Linked DNA regions of Mus musculus: region 1 is linked to region 2. The links are chromatin contacts, called in public Hi-C maps. All regions are on one chromosome and are shown on one strand. The core of a region is the stretch at or near the end of the contact, and the rest is flanking DNA. Distances in the headings are between cores, read along the strand shown. Region 1 has its middle 110 kb from the start of Klf5. Region 2 holds the start of Klf5 (Kruppel-like factor 5).

Region 1 (4,879 bases), core at 1,771-4,270, 100 kb before region 2:
CAGCTGAGGGTGACCTTGCTTAGCCAAAATTTTATTGCTGGGAAAACACACGTGACCATGGCAACTCTTATAAAAGAAAGGCTTTAACTGGAGCTTGCTTAGAGTTTCCAAGGTTTGGTCCGTTTCCATCACGGTAGAAAGCATGACAGCATGCAGGCAGACATGGTGCTGGAGAAGCCAAAGGAGCAGAGAGACGTCTACATCTGAATTCTTAGGCATCAGGAAGAGAGAGACTCTTAGCTTAGAATGAACTTTTGAAACCTTGAAGCCCACCCTCTGTGACACAAGTCCTCCAACAAGGCCACACCTCTAATCAATCCCAAACTGGGTCACTCCCTAATTCCCAAGCATTCAAATACACAAGCCTATGGGGGCCATTCTTATTCAAACCACCACAAGCCCTGCAAAAGATATTTAATGGCATTACAAAATGAGAAAGAGCTCCTTATGGAGGCATACTTCTGTAATCCTAGCACTCAGAAGATGGAAGCAAGAAGATTCTGAGTTTGAGTTCAGTATGGGCGATATATAATGAAGATTGTCACAGAAATGAGAGGGGGTGGAGGAGGAAGCAAGGAAGAGAGGGAAGGAGGGAGGGAGGGAGGGGGAGAGAGAGAGAGAGAGAGAGAGAGAGAGAGAGAGAGAGAGAGAGAGAGAGAGAGAGAGAGAGAGCCAGAAAGGGAGAGGAGAGGATGAGGAAATGGAGAAGGAAGAAGGGAAGGAGAAGATGCTTGAACTAACACATTGGCTCTGTCCTATACTGTGCCTCCCACATTATAATACAGCAAAAAGACTATAGTTGGCAAACGAGTGCTAGCACCATGTTCCTAGTCCCCAGAACCACGTGCTAAAAAGACTTCTATTCCTTATAAAATGCCACGTCAGGAACCTTATTGTAGTTACAGGAAGCAGAGTAAGGCATTCTTCGAGGCTCAACTTTGCAAGAATTGCACAATGCTTTCATCCTGTGTTCTAACCACAGCATCCTTTGATGGGCATTTCTAGGTTTGAGTTGTTTTATCTCCCTGTGCCTATCTCTGTCTCCTTGTTTTACCTGAGATCTTCTATCTTTTCAAATCCATTCACCTGATCGCTAATCTGATATCCCAGTTTATACCTAACTTTGAATTGTTCAATGCTTTCTTTGTTTGTCCACATCCATACACTAAGGAAACCAGATGGTACACTTCAGAGAAAAAGTTCTAGGGGAAGACTATATTTTTGTCTCCTGGGTACAACATGACCATCCATCTACCAACTGACCGTATTTTTCATCTAGAGTATTCCTCCGTGAGTTACCTACTATTTCTAATACCAAGATTGCATCAATATCCTTCCAAATGCTTCTGGGCCCTGAAGCCATACCACCTGTAGCAAAGACTCTACCTCTACCTCTCTTCAAAGAAGGTCTGATACCCAGGTACAGGGCTATGATCAGCCAATAGATTACAGTTGTCAACCCCACTTTCAGGGACCCTCTTTGACCAGCTAGGGTCAAGCCCTTATCTATGAAAGCTCACGGAGAAAGGGACAGCTGTAAAGACTCTTTTGTTCATCCTGGAATAAATAATGGGTACTGCTCCCTACAGAGAGCATCAGTGGCTTGGCCTCTCTCCAATGTAATAACAGCATTTACAGATGTGGTCCACAAGGGAAGTGATAGGTCAAAACAGCCCCTAAAATAGTCTACCTCTCTTTCATAAGGTTCATCAGAACATATCAGGCAGATTCCTCATCCAAACTCAGGGAGAATCCAAACTGGCTCCATTATATGGATAGTAAAGGCCAGACTTGGAATAGCCGTCCACAGTTCCAGAAGACTGAAAGTGCTGGAATATTCTGAGCAGCTGACATTTCAGGCTTCATCCTGACATCTTCCCATTGTCCTGTTTTCATCCACATGTCACTGAAACAGAGTTGTAGTTGCTTCCCAGAGCAGCCATAACAAAGTCAGCAACAGAAATGCATTCACTACAGTTCTGAAGGCTAGGAATCTCAAATCACCTCCTCTCTGAAGGCTCCTGGTAAGAATGCTTTCTTGCCTCGTCCTTAATTCCAGGGGTTGCCAGAAATCTGTGGTTCTTTGGCTTATACATAGTTGGACAATCATGTTGCAATAGGGCTGCCTACCATGTCTTTCTCATGGTTTTCTTCTATCTCTGTGTATGTGTATCTGTCTGTCTGTCTATATTTTCTATGTGTATGTATGGGGGGGGTGCTTGCTCCTCTATGTGTGTTATCTCTTCTTTGTGTATTCTCCACATGAGAGCAACCAAGCATATTGCATTTAAGACTCACATTATTCCAGTGTGACCTCATCATCTTTAACTATTCCTCCAACGTCCTATTTCCACACCAGGTCACATCCATGGGTATCAGAAGTTAGAAAATTAACCACATCTTTTTGAAGCACCTAATTTAACCCCCATCAATAGTCCATTAGCCCAACCTGCAAGTCTTTATTGAATACAATTCTTATTTTCTCTGTTTACTAACAGTATTGATAAAAGACTCTGAAACTACACGTGTGTACACAGACAGACACACAAGATTGCACGTTTGGCCTCTCTATATAAGACTAACCAGTTTTGTCTAAAATGAAGGAGGGGCTGATTTTAGAATAATTCTCAACTGTGTTTGTCAATAGTCATAGTGCCATATCTTGAAATGGTATAGGCTGAACTTAGAACAATGCCCGTGAGGCTCTGTGTGTAGCCGAGTGTTAAAATGCATCATTATAGTGGTGTGTGGATTTTCCAATAGCACCATCTATGCTCACCTTTCTGGCTAGTCTGGTCAGGGGTGTGGTGTCCAGTTATAGAGTAAAGTTGACTGGCCTGTATGTGACCTCACCTTCTCTGTCATCTCAATGACTGAGTTATTTATTCATGGATTAAGTCCATCTTTCTTAAGGATGCATGCAAGCGTGAGTCTCAGCTAAGAGGACTGTTGCTGTGAAACTTGTGACATTTCCTCCCAAGGCTATTAATATTCATTACTATCAAGAGTTGTGCTCTGAAGCATTCCCCAGTGGTGAGTCAGATCTCGGGGCCTCTGCCTGTTGGTTGACAGTGCAATCCAGCCATCACCTTGTACTTTGATAGAAGAATCTATTTGGGTAGGACATTCTATATGGTGTAATGACAGAATCAGTGCATTTGTCATCTTCTAATGCAATCGTCATTACTTCTCTTAAACGCAAATATTTTTCAGGGCTTTATTATATCTTTGGGAAACTAAAGAAGCTAAGTCTCATGTAGCCTAGTCTGATCTTAAACTTATATGTAGATGAGAATGCCTGAATTTCTGATCCTTCTGCCTCCACCTCCCACATGTTACCATTCCTAGTTCATGCAGTTCTGGGGACCAGATCAATGGCTGTGTGCAGTTCTAGGATAGGAAAGCACTCTACCAACTGAACTAATGCTCAGACATACTATATCTTTTTATTCAAAAAAGAAAAGAGGATATATAAGATCACAAATATCAAAGAGAAGTTCTGAGCAAGATGAGCACACATGTAATCTTGACACTTGGGAAGCTGAGGCAGGAGGTTTACTATTTAGAAGCAACCTGAACTACAGGCTGACTTGCATACAAGCCTGGGCTGGTATATGGTGCTATCTCAAAGAGCCAAAACAATGGAAAGAAAGTGGAAAGTCTATTATTTTGACATCTATAGTGGAACTTATAACAAGTTCTATAAAACGACAAGTGGAACTTGCTTCCATCCTTATGGTAACCATGGATATTGTTAATTGGCAACTTCAGATAGAACCCACAACTAGAAACCACTTGTGAGCTAATACTCCTGGAGGAAATACTCAACCCTGTCATTAATGATCCTTCCATCTCCTAGGGGTTTATTTTGGTTTGTTTTCTTTGTTTTGTTTTTTGCTTTTCAAGACAAGGTTTCTCTGTGTAGCCCTGGCTGCCCTGAAACCCACTCTGTAGACCAGGCTGGCCTTGAATTCCCAGAGATCTGCTTGCCTCTGCCTCAAGGAGTAAGCCATGGCTGCCCAGCTTCTCTCCAAGGTTTTTATCCCATTGATTTATCTCTGAAACAGACTGCTTATAAGTACAATAGTGAGACAGACATGATGATCTTTATCGTGAGCACACTAAATGAAGTAGCGCTGTTTGTTTGCTTGCTTGTTTTGATTTACATTCAGATACAAAGAAACAAAATCAGCACCTGGCAGGTAGGAAACCCTCCAGATTAGGCCTCAGAATGAAAATGTGTTTCATGCTGTCTCTATGTGTATAGGCTGCACTAAGACCATTGTATAGTATGCAAAAGTCTCTCAATTCTACCTTGAAGTATAATGCATATCTGGACATTATTAAATGTATTCATACTTAACATTGGATAATAATGTCCTTCAAGAACATTCATTCATATACATTTGCCTAAGTAAAGAAAATATAGGACCTTCCTATTATTGGAGGGATCTAGTTTTTACTATTAGAACAAAATGTATTCAACTAACTATTGACCACAAGGTCATAAACTAACCCATAGTTTAGCATCATGGTAGATGCATGGTTTAAACTTTAAGTAAAGTTTTCACAATTTCCTCTCTTTGGCTAATTTATGCCTACTTACCTTACTCCAGAAGGATTTAAGACATCTTCATACACACATACCCTCCACCCTGTATGTTACCTTGAGTTGGATTATCCATGCTTTAAATGCTGTGAAGACATTTTCCAACTTCATGAGGAGATTTCAGACATGTGTGCTTTTGGTTTGGGCTTTGTAGAGGGGTAAGATCTGTGGAGACTGGGGTGTGTGATACTTAAGAACAAAATAAGCGAACCTCCCAGTATTTCAGGATCTGCTTTAGCTCACGTGGCTACCTCCTCGTGCCAGGCATGC
Region 2 (4,508 bases), core at 1,274-3,773:
AGACTCTACGACATGTCTTCACTAAAGTCACTCCCGCAAATCATCCCCAGACAAAAGTGAAAGGCAAATGGGGTGGGGGGTGGAGGTCAAAACATTTTCTGATGCAATCAAGTCACACACACGCGCGCGCACACGCGCACACACAGTCAAATTAGGGTATATCTTCAGTTAAACTATGGTATCACAGTTTTGCCAAACTGCCTCAAATCTGTTCACATCCATTACACTTGAAAACTAAAACCTGTGCAAATCTTAAAAATAATTATTCCAAAGGGCTTTTGTGTGTGGACTAGGTTATTTTATCAGGCCTAATATAAAATGTTCTCTGGCCATTTCAATACTTTTTGAATAGAAACTTGAACCTGTGGAGCAGAAGCCTGTATTGTATCCACTGATACAAAACAATTGCACCCTCAACGTTTGGTCCAAATGTTCACTTGAACCAGTAGATTCGGTAATGGGTCACTATCATAATGAAATGGACCTATTCATATCCCTATCTAAAACAGATCTTTAATTATCAAGGAGAAAAATCACTCCCTTGGTAGACGGGTGCTAAGACTCCCGTGGGTGGGGAGAGGCTGCTGCATCGCAGGCACAGTCATCAGCAAAACATTTATCATGTCCTCTCCGTGGGCCAATGCTACATTCCCCCTTCCTCTGTAAAAAGCGCAGTCATCTTGCTATCTCCTGAGCGAAAACTACCAGAATAAAATAACCAAATATCTTCCAGGCCCTGATTGTTTAAGAACATACATAATCAATCCAGCTACTGACCAGACGCCTATCTTTCCCCCAGCTCTCTTCTCTAATATAACGAACGCTTTCTCTTGATTTTTTTTTTGACATTGAAAAAAAAGGAAGTCAGAAAAAGATCAAGCCCCAGGTAAATGAAATGGTTCATAGAACCATTCACCTCAGTCAGTGAATAGGAGTCGTATATTTTGCTTTTAATTTTCCAAAGAAATGTCACCTCGGACCTCAGATCATCAAGATCTGGATGTGGACGAGGACGGACGGGATTTCCCGGATATGCAGGACTTAAAAATAAAGATTCATGCTGTAGCCATGTGAGTCACATCTGACAAAATGCCACTGTCTTCTCAAAGCACCACGACACTGGCAGACCCCAAGAAATAGGCGCTCAGTGCAAATACACAATACAGCAAGAGGCTATTAAACTAAGCGTCTTGAAATAAACCGATCTTAAACCCTTTCGTGCACTGCGCTCCCGTGGCGGTTAGTGGTTTCTGATTTTAGCTCTTCCAGCTGTTTGCATGTGGGTCTGTTTCCAATTTTTTTTTTCCTTGGGACTAGCTAAAAGTCCCGGGAAGTTTTTTCTAGGCTATATGACTCCCGTGCGTGGGCGAAAGAAACAGGCGCTTGCTCTAATTCGGCTGCTGGGCAAGTGTAAAAGCCAACTGCCAGCTTTCAACGCGACTCCGAGAGGAAATTTACGCGCACACTAAGAAAAACAACACCCCTGGCCTTTTTTGTCCGTGTTTCTTTTTAAGGGAAAAGCGGTGTTCCAATACAACCTTAAGATTCTAGTTTTCCAAACGGGGCCCTACAATACATTCTAGGGTGAGCCTCCACGGGGGTATATGAAACCCCAGTACTCCAATTTGCATTTCTATTTCACCCCAGAGGACGCAGGCAGGTGGACTTCCAAGGCCAGGGCCATCGGGAGAGAGCGGTCAAGAAGCATTTTAAGCCAAGTTGAGCGTGGGCACAAGCTTTCATCCCCACGCAAGCAAAGAGAAGGTGCACGCGAGCGCGCGGCTCTCTTTAGCTCCTCTGGACAGATCCGGGTGGGCCCCCGCCCTGCTCCCCCATCCACTCCCCGGCGCCCCGTCTGGGAGCGCAGGGCGGGGCTGTCCACCCGGGCACCCGTTCCCGCGCGTCCCAGTCTGGAGCGGCCCCTGTCGCCCGCGCCTCGTAGCGGCGGGACACGCCCGAGCCGGGGAAGGGAGGCCGGCCGCTCTGCTTACCTGGACCAGCTCCTCCGAGGGCAGTCGCGGGCCAGCGGCTGGCGGCGGCGCAGGCGGGTGGTGGTGCGCGTGTTTCAGATCGTCTCCGGAGAAGAGCGCCGCGTCGCGGGCCGGGTTCGCAGCGCCCAGCACCGGCTTGAGCTGCGCGAACACGGGCTCGTCCTGCGCGGCCGGCGGCTGGGGCAGTGGTCCCAGGCGGGCGCTCATGGTCAGCACCCGCGTGGGCATGGACGGTCTGGGGATTACGGGAGCGGGACACGGAGCGATCGCGATCCCACCTCGCTCGGGCTGGCACGGGACGGCGGACTCGGCGGGGGGCCGCGGCGGGGGACCCCTGGGCCGGCAGCCAGACGCTCACGAAGGCGGGCACGGAGATCGGGGCTCCTGGGCTCGGCCACGCGTCACCGCCGAGGTCCTCGGGCAGCCACTTTCTCCCGCCCCGCCCCAGCGCTCGCTCACCCTCTCGCCGGAACCCGCTCCCGCCACCCCCAAGCTCCACCAGCAACCTAAGAGAGCGCGTACCTGCCCCGCGACTACTGACACTTGACGCCCGCCTCTATTTCACCCAACTCCGGGGAGGCAGGGCCAGCTCACCGGACTGGCAGCGTTGTGGCCAATGGCAAGGCCCCAGGGCCAGAGGGTAGCCAGTAGGAAAGAAGGCCCACGAGGTCCCGCCTCCGACGGGCCGACCGCACCCCTCGCGGGCCAGGAGCTTCGCGCGCAGGGCTGCGGCGCAGTTTGTACACAACTTCTCTGACAGATTGGGCCGGCGGAGCACGGGGCGGGCGGAGGGAAGGAGAGGAGCGGGTGGAATCTAGGAAGAGGGGGAAATCAGGGTGGAGACGCGGAGGGAGATCTCTCCGAACTGTTCTCTGCCAGGATTAGGGCGAAAAAAAAGTATTGCACGTCTTAGGTGTTGTGCAAGGACCTGAAACTCGAAAACCGAAGACAGAAGGCAGCTAGGTGGGGGGAGCTGAGGTTTCCAGTCTTAACCAATGAGTGTATTTTTTTTTTTAAGTATACAAAATGTACTTTAGAGGAAAACAAGGGGCGGTGCGAAAACAAACGTAAAACAGCCCTCCTTTCTGTGTTTTCAGCCGTAGATCTATCTATCTTTTCGCAGATTCCTTGTGGCCTGAATAAAATCTGTAAATGTCAAGCATTTTTTTTCAAGTCCTTGCATACCAACCTGGGCACATTTTCCCCTACAGTATTTAAGGAGCTACAAGTTTTCACAGACATGTCTACTCTCCTTCGCCGAATGTGGGGAAAAGGTGGGGTGGGCCATATGAATTATGAAGTTTTTAATATTTAAACCATGTTGATTCTAGCCCGAGCATGGAATCTAATTTGAGAACTAACAGCCAGCTCAACCGGGTATTTAAATAGACATTACATCTTTGGCTTATTTTTGCTAGCACTGTAGTGTTCGGAGGGGCGGGGAATGGAGTTTTAATATATTCAGAAGTATGGGTCCCATCTACCTAATACAGTGTCACCTTTTCCTACGAAACGGGAACCAAAGAAGGCACAAACATTCACAGACATTCAACAGCCCTGAAAACTGGGTATCCAAACTGGTAGGAAAGCAACAGTCAACTATATTACTACCTTTTTACTGCGTTGTTTTAATGGAAGGTGAGTGGTTTGGTTTGGTTTTGTTCTTAATTTTTGCCAGTAATCACACCAAAGGAAACGCCTTTCCTTAATCCTCAATGTTCTTGTCTATGATTTTATCTGGCTTATTGAGAAGCTGAAACAATAAACTGCGACTTAAAAAGACGCCTGTAATATTGCTATCTATTTACGTCTGTTGGCAGCACACTATACTATAATACCTACCTAGAGCACACTCGCTCCTTTACAGTGAAGCATCTTTTTAAAAAGTTCTTAGGAAAAAAAAAAAGTGCACCTGAAAGAGTGTATCACAGGTATAAGTCTCATTTCCAATGAAATTTCCAAAGTCTCACGTGTCGTTTATTTATTTATTTATTTATTTATTTATTTATTTATTTATTTATTTATTGTAGCAAAGATAAAATCATATTGTGAACTCAGTTTCTTTTCTCCCTTTTCCTTCCTGTCAGCAATGATCCATCTTTACAGTTGTGGTTGCCACTTTCAGAGGATGGGTGATGACAACTTTCATGATACCAGGGTGTTATTTAATAAGTGTGTGTGTACTGACGTTTTACGTCGACAACCCCATGTTGCCAACCTTCATCTTTAAAAACTTGGCCTCATTTTTCTCTGTTATTAAAGCCAATCACGTGCTCAAATAACTCTGAGACGGGTCATAGAATTGTTGTCAGATTTTAACTTTTTAAAAAGGGGTCATTTTTTTAGAAGACCTCTGGGTACTTAATGCTGATAGTATAACCAAACCAAGTGTGGAGTGTTGATAGCTCTTAACAGGATGGTTCCTTCCTTTAACTCTTTGAATTTCTCTTTATTCTGATTGGCTTTTAAGCCTCTCTAAACCAGAGCGTCAGTGGGGCATGCCATTTTACTGCAATA

Evidence for each region. A called contact is a pair of places that touch in the nucleus more often than the background predicts.
Region 1: a contact with region 2 is called in a Hi-C map of epidermal suprabasal cells, with 2.6 times the contacts expected there. The contact joins the enhancer-like site here to the promoter of Klf5 in region 2. A contact is called at or near these places in 1 of 39 promoter capture datasets (the 3T3-L1 cell line), 2 of 484 Hi-C or Micro-C datasets (cardiomyocytes and epidermal suprabasal cells), 4 of 115 datasets of contacts at active chromatin or transcription factors (embryonic stem cells and intestinal villus epithelium) and 2 of 9 other capture datasets (embryonic stem cells and liver).

What each region holds. Positions count from the first base shown.
Region 1 is chr14:99,401,497-99,406,375 of GRCm38.p6, reverse strand. No RefSeq gene overlaps it. Among named protein-coding and RNA genes, the nearest start is that of Klf5, 110 kb to the right of the region's middle. Within about 2 kb of position 3,020, at least 9 of the 459 cell types and tissues checked have an H3K27ac peak or open chromatin away from gene starts, as enhancers often do. A contact at or near this core is called in epidermal suprabasal cells, where this site is marked.
Region 2 is chr14:99,296,706-99,301,213 of GRCm38.p6, reverse strand. Klf5 (Kruppel-like factor 5) reads right to left here and starts at 2,523. Exons shown (of 4, transcript NM_009769.4): 1 at 1,992-2,523. The coding sequence starts at 2,219.